Regions from separate parts of the Mus musculus genome. Here region 1 is linked to region 2. A link is a contact called in public Hi-C data. All regions are on one chromosome and are shown on one strand. Each heading gives the region's core, a stretch centred on a gene start, on an enhancer-like site or on the middle of the called end of the contact. The rest is flanking DNA. Distances are from core to core; before and after follow the strand shown. Region 1 holds the start of Vamp3 (vesicle-associated membrane protein 3). Region 2 holds the start of Casp9 (caspase 9).

Region 1 (5,953 bases), core at 547-3,046, 9.3 Mb before region 2:
TCCCTGAGACTTGCATGTAAAACTAGTCTAGATGTCTCCTTTTTTGTAAGTTTTATTTTTGTAATTGTGCATGTAAAGCATCATTGAGTCAATGGATCTGTTGAAGAACTCAGCTGCTGGAAACCATGCAAAATGTTTTGAATTGCCCTTAAAAATATGGAAAATGTTTTCTGAATGCTTTATATTCTTTCTGCTGTAAATTAAAAATGAAGAAAATTTCCCCATATTATCTGTGTTTTGCTTTAACCTGATCTGAAATCCAAGGTGTTGACAGTGAGGTCATAGTTAGAACTGGAAGTATTATTTTACTTTCCACATGCAGTGTTCTCCCACCCAGCCTTTCACTTAGAGCCACTTTCCCAAAGCACTTCCTTTCTACCTACCTTGCCTGGTTCCTTAACACATCGATTTATTTTAAATGCAGTTACTTGGAAGATAAGGATCTCAATTTTAAATTAACCTTTCTCATGTAGCTCAGAGTACCCATGAATTCCCAACGCTTAAGCTTAAGGGTGACATTGAACCTCTTAACCTTTTACCTAAAAGCTTTCGTTGCGATTATGGGTGTGCTAACAGCCTGGGTCTACGTGGTTCTGGGGATCAAACCCAGGGCTGCATATTAGACAAGCACTCTGCCAACTAAGTACACTCTTTAGCTCTACTAGGTAGTTGGCTGGGTTGTGTGTGTGTGGTTTTTGTGTGTGTTTTTTTTTTTTTTAAGACCCTTTCCAGCTTACCTCACAAGGCCTCCCTGCTAGGTATTCTTCGTCACTGTTCCAGTCCTCTTGGCTGTAGAGTTCTGTTATCTCTCTGGTAGGACTTCACTTCTGATCTACCTCAGAACTAGTGCCAGTTTCACACTCTGAACCTCCCACCAGGAGCCCACTGCATTTTCTGTTCACTGTTTAAGCCCGGCCCCACACTCTCCATTTCCTCCTATCCAGAATGGTTTTTATAACTACTACTCAACCTAGTACCCACTGGTGTGGCGCTCTTTAATTGCAACACACACCTTTGGGAGTTACCATGCTGAAGTGGAAAAATACCTTAGTGTATTTCATTGAGTGAATCCACCAACGGAGTTTATTTAGTCTGTTTTAGACCTTGTTGGGATTCTTTTCCACATAACTACTCACCCCCGTTGAACAAAAATTGAGTGTCGTCTCCGCAAGGGCCAGGGAATTACAGAAATGAAGAACCTTACAGTTCTCTAAGCCAAGGCTCCCTTTAGGGATTTAATATCCGTGCAATGGCAAATATTTGTCATGTGAGAACCTGAGAGGAGACTTCTCCCAAATCCTGTGGCCAAGACTCCACATGGACTTCCTACTGCCTCTTTCTCAGAAAAGAACTTTGTCTCCTCAGGACCACTAGATTATTCTGGAACGTTAGGCACGTCCGCTGTTTCTAACATGAGAGACAAGGTATGCGGGCTCACAGTAATGTAAAACGTACCCATTCTCACTCTAAACTGCCTTTCCAGGGCTAGAGACAGGGCAGCAGAGACACTGCAGGGAGCTGCTGTGATTCCTTGGCGGCGAAGAGCCCAGCCCAAAGGCGCAGGCGCCGCGCTCTAGCCCCGCCCACTTGTCCACCGAGAACGCCCGCCCACTCGTCAGCGCCGGCGCTACTTCAGCGCAAGCTCTGGCCCCTCCCACTCCGCTCTGCTCCGAGGTGACAGCCCGCGCTGCGCCCGGCTCGATTCCTATCCCGCCCATTTCCGGCGCGCCCCTGGCGACTAAGAGCGCGTCGCGGGTTCCGGTCCGGCCACCGCTCGTGACGTCACCACGGCCCCGCCCATCTCCTCAGCCTCGGTTGCCTGCAGCGCGAGTCCGTCGACCCTCGGCCATTCGCCGCCGCCACCGCCGCCAAAATGTGAGTGACGCGCTGCGCTGAGAGGCGAGGCGGGCTCCGGGGATGGTGGCCCACTCCTGCGACCCGCTTCAGGCGCGGTGGCCGCTGCTTGACACTCGGACTCGAGTGGAGGCCTCGCAGGCCTACGCGCGGAGTCCCGGGGCCTGAGGTGGGCAGCGGCCCCGCGGTGCACCCTGTCCCCGGACGCTGCGGGACGAGTCGTGGCGCCGCGACGTCCCCGAGTGCCCCGCGGACGGCGGGCAGACGCGGAAGGACGGGGGTGGGGACACCGCCTGACCGAGGAAGCGGCCGCCACACCCCGCGGCTCCTTCCTCGCGAGGGGCGGGAGCGAGCGTGAACGCTCACTCTGTGCGCGGGGTGCGCCCGGCAGGAGCGGGAGACCTGAGGTGGCCGGGAGCCCGTCGTAGGCCAGCGTTTGGCGCTCCCGACGCATCTGGGCAATGGGTTTCTCTTCCGTTTTAAGCCAGCACACTCTGGTTTTAAAATTGGTTTCTAATTGCAACCTTCAGCCAGAATTGTTGTCACCACTTAAGATGTACCTGGTCAGACTGCTGAGCAAATGGCAGTGTCCGGTCCACACTCAAGAGGATTAAATTGGTTCAGTTCAGCCAGCCGCATGTTCAGCCTAAGTTTTAATAAGATGGGAAGGATCGTAGTATCCTCTTTAGTGATATTAGACTTTAAAGAGAGAAAAAATAAATAACATGGATAGTGCTTCCAGAGCACGGTCCTTACCTGTTTAATTTTCGGACCCTGAGTTATGTGAGACAGCCATCAGTGATGTGTCCTTGGTGGTAGACACAGTGCAAACTTTAAAAAGTGCTGTGAGTCAACCCTAGAGTGACAGTTGTGTAGGAAGGCAAAAATTGGAAGCTGTTTTAGATACAAGAGTTTAATGGAGGCAATAAGGACTTAAAAACCAGAGTACTTGTGAAAAGTGGGGATGAGTGAAAATCCAGACTCACTGAACCTATGAGAGATGAATGACTTTCCAACAGAGACAGTTGCTTCAGCCTCCTTCCCGTTCATACAGACCCCCTCCATGCACTTTGAACCTATTTCTTCATATTGTCTGTTCTGTGATTGTTCCTAATTATCAGCCACAACAAAAAGATCAGGAGTCTACTTTAAACATCTGTGTGTCTTAAAGCAAGTTTAAAAAAAAAAAAAACCCACACTTTATTGACATAGAACAGATCTTGTTAAATATTTGTTTCAGACTTTTATCACTATCAAGTGATACAGTCTTAAGAATTATTGAGGGGTTATAAAAACATATTAGTGCCTTTATTTTTTACCTTGGGACTTTTAAGAAATAACTGCAGTGTAAGGAGTTAAGACTGCGTCCCACCATAACAGTTTATACACACAAACAGGCCATGGTATACTTGAGAGCAAAGGACACTTGAGAGCAGAGAACAACCTCACATGTCAGTCCTGGCTTTCCACCTTATTGGAGACACTATCTCTTGTTCAGTGCTGCATGTATCAGGTGAGCTGGCCCTCAGGCTTCCAAGACTCTCATGTGTCCACCTCCCATGTCATGGTTGGAGCATTGGGATTATATATTAGCTTATCAAGTGCACTGGGAATTACAGTGTACTCATACTTGTGACTTTATACCTTTCAGGTCTACAGGTGTGCCTTCGGGGTCAAGTGCTGCCACTGGCAGTAATCGAAGACTCCAGCAGACACAAAATCAAGTAGATGAGGTACCACTCTAAAATTTTAAATGTGACTTTTAAACAAACATGGGAATTCTCTAGAATTTTATTTAGAAAAAGAGTCGTTGGAGCTAGAAAGATGTCTCGGGAGTTAAAAGAACACTTACTTGTTCTAGCAGAGGATCCACCTGGGTTCCAAGCACTCTCATTTGTATCACGAAACTGCTTGTAACTGCCTCCAAGGGCACATGCATGCACCTGTACACACAGACACAAGCATGTAATTATTTTTTTAAAACATTAGAGAAAAAAGGCATCAGCAGTGTGTGGGCATAAATTTTGACTATATCAGAAGTCATCTTTTTAAACGTGTATTTAAAGGGCAATAGTACAGATTCTGCGAGAAACTCAGACAAGTATTTCCATATTCTTTTTGTTTAGGTTTATTTTTATTTTATGTATATGATGCTTTGCCTGAATGTTCTAGAAGCCATCTTCTAAGCACAAAGGAGACTCTTCCTGGTTTCATACTAATTTTTCTACTACCAATTACAAACCTAAAACATATCTGAAAGCTTGTCCCCAGAGCCACTTGTAAGATAGGGTAATTGGATTATTCAAGCCAGGAACAAGTCTTTCTGATTTGGGTTTTGTTTTGTTTCCAAATTGTTGTGTGTCTTATAGCCAGGTTTACTAGTTCCCTAATAGAGGCAGGTCTTTGCTTTCTCTGATATTTGTTGAAGGACCCATAGCAGGTGGAACTGCTGTAGCCCCAGCTCTCCCTAGAATTCTTGAGCTAGTGGAGTCTTAAGGCATCTTTTGTTTTGGTGTGCTCATGTAGAACCACAGTGCAGATCCTGCGAGAAGCTCAGACCACTACTTCCATATTTTTTTATTAAGATTTACAAGTATGAGGGTTTTGCCTACATGTACGTGTACTGTGTGTATATGTGTGTGTGTGTGTATGTACTATGTGTGTGTGCTGTGTGTGTATGCAGTTTCTGCAGAGTCCAGAAGACATCAAAACCCTTGGAACTAGAGTTATAGAAGGTTTTCAGCTGCTTTATTGGTGCTGGGAACTAAACCCAGGTTGAACCATCTCCCCACTCATACACACACACACACACACACACACACACTCACACACACACACACATCTCCCAGACAGGGTTTCTCTGTGTAGTCCTGGCTGTCCTTGTAACCCAGGCTGGCCTCAAGCTTAGATCCACTTGCCTCTACCTCCTGAGTGCTGGGCTTAAAGGCGTGTGTGCCACCATCACCTGGCACAATCTTTCTGCCTTAGGCTGTTCTAAAACTTGTTATCTTAGATACTATTATTAAATCATACAGTAAGATTTTTCTATGATGATTTCTTTATGAACTTAATTCTGAACACTTTATACTTTTACACTAATTCTGTCACTTAAAAAAACTCAAATTCTACCCTTTTTAGAAATTAAAGAAATTTTAAAGATAATCTAGTTTTTGTTCTTTGAGGAGATATTCCTGTAACATACAATTAAGTGTTTTTGAAAGTCTGTCATTTAGTGTTTAATATGTTTAGTATATTCAGTGGTTTGCACAGTCATCTCCTCTTTCTGCTTTCAGAACTGTTTTGTCTCTACTAAGAAGCACCCTGAACTCGTCACTCACCTCTCATTCTGCTGGTTGCCTGGTAACCTGTAGTCAGCTGTTTCGTTGGGTTTGCCTATTCCAGGTGTAGCATGTTCCAGGGTCAATGTTAGGCTTCTCTCTCTTCAGTGTGGCCCATGTTCATGGAGGTTGTAGAAACCTCCATGCTGGCACCTTGTTTCCTCTTTTGGCTGAGTGATTGTTTATGATCTTAGTAAACCATGATTTATTGGTAACTGAGCTCTTCTGACCTCTCTGCTGATATAATGTTGCTGTAAATACCCAGAAGCCAGATCTTAAATGTGCTTTCATTTCTGTTTCATTTGGGTGTGGGCCTTTCTGGTTCATACAGTAATTGTTTGGCAGCTTAGCCTGTGGTTTCTACAGTAGCTTATTTTCTGGCAGCAGTGTCCAATCTCCTGGTGCTCTTGAGTTTGGGGCTGCAGTCATCCTAGCAAGCAGGAGGTGGTATTTCCTTATGGTTTTGAATTAATGATTTGATTAATGATTAGTGACAGTGAACACATTTCTGGTGTATATTGGCCATCTGTGTGTCTCTGAAGGAGTGACTATTCAAGTCCTTTACCCCCTTTTGTATTACTGTTGGTTTTTTGTTTGTTTGTTTGTTTTGTTTTCTGCGACAGTTTTATTATATAGCCCAGGCTAACCTGGAACTCACTATGTAGCCCAGGCTATGGTTGAACTTGCCTCAGCCTCTCAAGTTCTAGGATTACAGTTATATTTCTCATACATAGTTCTTTTTGCAAATGATTTTATTGTGT
Region 2 (6,181 bases), core at 3,318-5,817:
GTAATGAGATCTGATGCCCTCTTCTGATGTGTCTGAAGACAGCGACAATGTACTCATATACATAAAATAAATAAATCTTTTTTTTTTTTAAAGAGCAGCAAGTTTCGAGCCCAGACTGCTGTCCTAATGACGCCAACTGATATTCCCCAGAGGGAGATGGGCACTAGGTCCCCTGGATTATCTGTCTCCTGTCATGAGGTGACTACACACAGGAACGATTCCAGAACCAGTCCTCTTCCTTCTTCCTCAGCCAACTGCACCTTCAGAACTTGAGGATTCTCTGCTTTAACGGACTTCAAAAGTTACAGGGTCTGGGCTAGTTTTATGTCACCTCCACACAAGTCAGAGCCGAGAAAAGAAACTCTCAATGAGAAATGCCTCCATGAGACTGGCCTGTAGGCAAGTCTGTGGTGATTGACAGGGGAAGGCCCGGCCCACTGTGGTCAGTGCCATCCCTGGGCAGGTGGTCCTGAGCTGAGTAAGAAAGCAGGCTGAAAAAACCACAGGGAGCAAGCGTTTCTCCACAGCCTTTGTACAAGTTGCTGCTCCAGCTTCGTGCCCTGTGTTCCTGACCTGCAAATTCTGTAACTCCAGGCTATTGGCAAAAGGAACAACTACCAGCTAGCAATGAAAACGACCTGTGGTCTGTACCACACCGTGAATGAAATGCAGACGTGATGGGTGAAATAGACCAAACTCAGGTGAGCTCCCATGGCAGGGTTTCACTTGTAATGATGGTCAAAGACAGGCAAAAGTGACAGTTGTCAAGGAGACCAGAACATAGAATGTCCTGTAATGTGGCAGTGTAGATGGCGGCGCCCTGGGCACACATGCCCACTGCTGGCATGTCGTAGTTCCCTACATTCTGTTGCTTTGTCATCTTAGGCAAACCATTCCACTTTCCCAGGCTTTGCTTCCCGCTGACAGGGCTGAATCTAACAGCATTTGCCCTGCAGAACTGAGGGAGGGAGGGAGGGGTATGCTTCGTGCAATACAGATGTGTGCAGGCCCGAGGCCTGACAGTCAGCTTCCCCACACCTCCTGTCTGACATGGTAATTTAAGACACCCACCAGAAGCCAAAGGCCAACCCTGAGCAACAGCCCCACCCAACCCCCCAGAAAAACTGAGAGAAACAAGAAGAATACAAATCAGACTCTTGCTTTTCAGATGGGCTGTCAAAATTACATCTCCTATAGACTGACTGGAAATGTCTGCTCATCCCCTATGAGCCTTCATTAAGACAAATACCACAATTAAATTCTGAGTCTCAATCTGAGCTGTACCCAAGTCACACGCCAATAACCTCAGTGTACACACCCACCAGACATTCTCTTGATACTCACAGACATCATGAGCTCCGCCAGAACCAATGTCCACGGGCCTGGGTGTTTCTGGTCTGAGAACCTCTGGCTTGAGCCGAGCAGGCCAGAGCTCTTCTGGCCCCAGCACCACTGGGGTGAGGTTTCCCACGGCAGGCTGTGACGGGTCCAGCTTCACTACTCTCTGCTCCTTTGCTGTGAGTCCCATTGGTCCCAGGACCACAGGCACCAGGTGGTCTAGGGGTTTAACAGCCTCTGGATCCTGCTTGGCTGCTTGCCGACCGCTTTGCAAGAGTGAAGCCAGGGTGCCTTGGCCTGTGTCCTCTAAGCAGGAGATGAAGAGAGGAAGGGCCTGCCTCCCTCGGGTCTCAAGGTCTGTGACCAGCTGCCTGGCCTGATCCCGCCGAGACCCAGATCCTGCCTGCTGTTTGGATAGAAAACCAGACACTCATTATCCAGGGACTTCCATGTGGCCCTTAACCTACTTCCCATTTCTCACCTAGCCTCTGCCTCCTGAGTCCTGGCTTCCAGGTGTGTGTCACCACCCCTGGAACAAGCAACAGTCTGTCACTGCCAACACTAGGTTGGAAACTGCTCTGACCACACTTAGCTGAAGGAAATCAGAGGCTGCTGGCGCCTCCCTGGGCAGTTCAGCTTCTGATCCCCCTTAATATGCCTGTGGTAGGTGGGCAGAACCTAATCCAGCAGTGCCCTGAGTTCATGTCCCTCTGCAAAGCAGAAAGATACCTACTGTGGGTGTCCAGTGCTGTGCTAAGTGCTAATTAGCCCTACTAAAAGTAGCAAAAACAGTGGTCAGTAGTTTACACAAGGTACTTAAATTTTTCTCAGTTTGTTTCTAGCATTAAAATAAGAGAACTGGATATAGAAATCAAGATCTCCAGCATTTTTGTTTTTGAGAAAAGTTAAGTTTCTCTTTTGTATGAGGGGAAAGCTTTCATATTTGGGGGGGGGGGGGCGCAGGAATTCTCAAGTAGCCAAGACTGGCCTTCAACTTCCTACATAGCAGAGGATGACCTTTGAACTTCTGACTCTCCTGCCTCCAGAGTCACCAGGCTTGGTTTATGTTGGGGATTGGACTCAGAGATTCATGCATGCTAGACAAGCACTGTACCAAACAAGCTATACATCAGGCTTCGTGTTCTGATTTTGCTTTTAAGTATTTAAGTATGCATGTATGTATGTATGTATGTGTGTATATGTATGTACGTGTGTATGTATCTTTCTATCTGAGTCTGTATGTGGCAACTGTGTGTGCATGGTACCAGTGGAGGCCAGAAAAGGGTGTCAGAACACCTGGAACTGGAGTCAATAGTTGTGAGTTACCACATGGGTTCTGAAAACTGAAATCAATGCTCTTATCCACAGAGGCAGCTCTCAGTCCTTAGTTTTGGCTTCTGAAGACTCCATCTCAGGTAGCCAGGCTGGCCTCAAACTCTGCATGTAGCCAAGGATGCCCTGGGAACACCTGATCCTCCTGCCTCTACCTCCTGAGTGCTTGGATTCCAGATGTATGCCGGCACCCCTGGATCAAACTGCTCCTTTCAAACAATCTGCCACTGCCAACACAAGGGCAGAACTGTTTTGACCACACTTGGCTGGAGAAGGGAGCAAGACAGTGGCTGCTGGTGCCACTCTGGGCAGTTCAGCTCCTGATCCCCCTTAATATGCCTTCTGGAAGGCTAGGACTTTCCCTTCAAACCACTTTTCTTGATCAGTATGGGCCCATCCAAATGTGTTCCTGAGCCTACTTTTGTTATTATTTGGCAGCTAACCACATGACTCTACACCACTTTCTTCTATCTCCTTCACTGGACCAAGCCACGTTCCAATACAGATGCTGGAGACAGCCTTGTAGACAGTCCCCCAGGGCCTGGCACTCATATCCTCTCAGAAAGAAATATTCCCTTTTCAGACCTGTGGTGAGGCATCAACTGGAACAAAGATGCTAAAGTGGTTTTTTTTTTCTCTTTTTAGAGTCCTTTAAGAGTTTTTACTCTGTATCTTCCAATAGAAGATGCATTTATGCATACAGCTATCCTGTTTTCTCTGTAATTTTCATACTCATCTTTAGACTTTGAACAAGTTGACCTTTTCCCTTGTGTAATACAGAATTTTATCAAGCTAAAATTGAACTCTAGTACAATGAAAATAATACTGCCACCATTATATTTTGATCCAGAATAATTCCACTCACACAGTAATCCATATAGCGTAGAAATTCAATACACCCCTTTACACAAGCCATCAACATTGTGACTCATGCTCTAGGTTTAAGTGGGCGAAAGTGGATTAAAAAAAATCAAATGTTTGATTTTATTCTTCTGCATTACCTGCATCAAATTCCTTCTTTTCTGAACTCCTTTATAAAACATGCACTTGATAAAAGCCCAGCCAAAAAAGACAGATCCTGATTCTATGTCCTTGTCCTAGGACAGGATGACCACCGTTCCATTTCACAGCCCTAGAAACTGAGATTCAAAAACGGGAAGTGACTGGTACAATGTGCCAGTATAAGGCTAAAGTGGGTGTCTAGGGCCCTTATACTAGAGAAGAGAAAAATCATAAAAGTTCAAACGGTGCAGATTACAGACCGCTTTTAACAAACACTCCACAAAAGAGGAGCATGGGTTCTTCTATTTTATTCTTGTGGCGAACTAAGAGGGCAGTACTGGGGAAGGTTTTAAAAATGGAGTTCCCACACCATGGTTTCCCAGGGCGTGGATTGCACAGGGTGCAAAGCGGAAAAAAAGGGCAGGAGCTCCGTAGTGGCTTCAGAGAACCTCTCAGCGACCTCCCAGTCCCTATCTGCGCCGCGGGAAAAAGAGGGCGGACACAAGGAGGCGGGGCGCACCTGAATATCCTCGATCATGTCGCGCGTGAAGAGCTCTCGACTCAGCAGAGCGTCCCAGAGCTCCGCGACTTGCAGCTCGCTCACTAGGCGCACCCTGCATCGCCGCAGGAGCTGCCGGTCCGCCTCGTCCATGGCGAGCCGATTGCGGGACCCCGGGTTCTGTCCGCTTCCGGCCCTCGGGTTCCGCCCCGGCGCCCACGCCCCGCCCCCACATAGCGCCTCCAGGGATCCCGCTCCGGCCAGCGGTCACCCGGTCCACTGGGCTCCGCTCCGCCCCGCCCCGCCCCGCCCCGCGGCCTGTGACTCGCGCTCACTGGGCTCCACCTCCGCAATCAAAACAGCTCCCACGGCCGCTCACCCCACCACCAGCCCCCAACACCTCCCTCAACGCCGCGCTCTCAGGCCCCGCCCCTTCGCCACGCCCTACGACCGCGCTGCTTCGCCACGCCCACTGGCGCTGCATTCAAGCTCCGCCCCATCACTTCGCCGTACGGACTAAGACCTGCCTCACATGATAACGCTTCTCCCCTAGGACTCGCCCCTCCTCGCCTCGTAGACCAGCAATCCCGCCCTACCGAGTTCCTTCGCCCCGCCCCGAAGCCCTCCTTTGCATCCCAGACTCTCCCCTAGGGTTCCAGGCCTTGTGGTTGCCTTGCTATCTTGCTCCCATTTGCTGGTTCTGCTTAGCGGTAGTTGTAACTTTTCCCCTCGCATGGCGATTGCTCTACCAAAATTCACAATGACCCTACTTCTACAGATACTCAAAGGATCACGAGAGAAAAGGGAAGAAAACCACGCCTAGACATTTGTCCTAGATCTTTCAAGTCCCTTGCTGGCTGTGGCTTTCTAACGCTGCGGCTAGTAAACCTCTTGCTGCCTGCTGTTTCAGGGCTATCGTGCCCTCAATCTAACCAAGCTCATTGGTTAGATCTCGCTCTCTTTCCCTCCTCAGCACCTCCCCCAGAGAAACTGCCAGGAATCTAATCCTATGTTCTCTCAGTTTTGTACCACTTATTTCCACGACTTAAAAAGTAATTGAAATAACTGGAGAGATGGCTCAGCGGTTAAGAACACCAACTGCTATTCTGAAGGTCATGAGTTCAAATCCCAGCAACCACATGGTGGTTCAACAACCATCTGTATTGAGAAATGACACCCTCTTCTGATGTCTGAAGACAGCTACAGTGTACTTACATGTAATAAATAAATAAATCTTTAAAAAAAGTAATTGAACAAGGTCTGAAGAGATGGATGGTTCAGGGTAAAGAGGACCAGCTGTTCTTCCAGAGGTCCTGAGTTCAAATCCCAGCCACCACATAGTGGTTTACAACCATCTGTAATGGGATCTGATTCCCTCTGTGCATGAAGACAGAGTGCTCATATATGCATTAACTAATTAAACACATTTTTAAAAAAGTAATTGGGCATTGTGCTAGCCCCTTACGCTATTCTCTCTGCTAGCCTTATGCCACATTCCTGACAGGGATATAGTTATTCCTTGATGACAGCTGTAGACATGTGTCAGGGATCTCACAGCGTGACCAGAACCAGAATAGACTCATAGCCAAGAATCCACCTTGGAATATGTCAAACGATAATATTACACTTGTTTCCTGATTTGGGCATCAGTCAACATTTCCTTCCATAAAATAGGATGTACACTCGGGAGGAGCAGCTGAGGTGAATTTACAAACAGGAAATCTGGGGAGAGCAGTAATGAGAAACTCAAAGGGGGTTAGTTGCCCCAAAGTAAAGGAGATTCACCACGTTGGCTAAAACTGGCTTGTTTGGGGATTTGGCAGTTATCCCTGCCACCTGATTTCTCAGACTGTTAAATAACCTAGTTTCAGCTTGGTAAAAATAAACATGAGTGAGTGCAAATTGGTCTGCTGGTGCCAGTGCAGAAAATCAATCCAAAACACAGGTATAGTATAGGTCACTCGAGCAGCAAAGCCTTAGGCACAGACCAATATTCAGCTCTGCGACAGC

Evidence for each region. A called contact is a pair of places that touch in the nucleus more often than the background predicts.
Region 1: a contact with region 2 is called in a Hi-C map of CD8 T cells, with 5 times the contacts expected there. The contact joins the promoter of Vamp3 here to the promoter of Casp9 in region 2. A contact is called at or near these places in 2 of 484 Hi-C or Micro-C datasets (CD4 T cells and CD8 T cells).

Annotation. Positions count from the first base shown.
Region 1 is chr4:151,053,796-151,059,748 of GRCm38.p6, reverse strand. Vamp3 (vesicle-associated membrane protein 3) reads left to right here and starts at 1,796. Exons shown (of 5, transcript NM_009498.4): 1 at 1,796-1,875; 2 at 3,506-3,587. The coding sequence starts at 1,874. Gm38529 reads right to left here. Exons shown (of 2, transcript XM_017320565.2): 2 at 693-3,797. The coding sequence starts at 2,308. The coding sequence ends at 1,739. Camta1 (calmodulin binding transcription activator 1) reads left to right here. Exons shown (of 24, transcript NM_001081557.3): 24 at 1-226.
Region 2 is chr4:141,791,998-141,798,178 of GRCm38.p6, reverse strand. It overlaps Casp9 (caspase 9), which reads right to left and starts at 4,567. Exons shown (of 9, transcript NM_015733.5): 1 at 4,193-4,567; 2 at 1,345-1,744. The coding sequence starts at 4,324.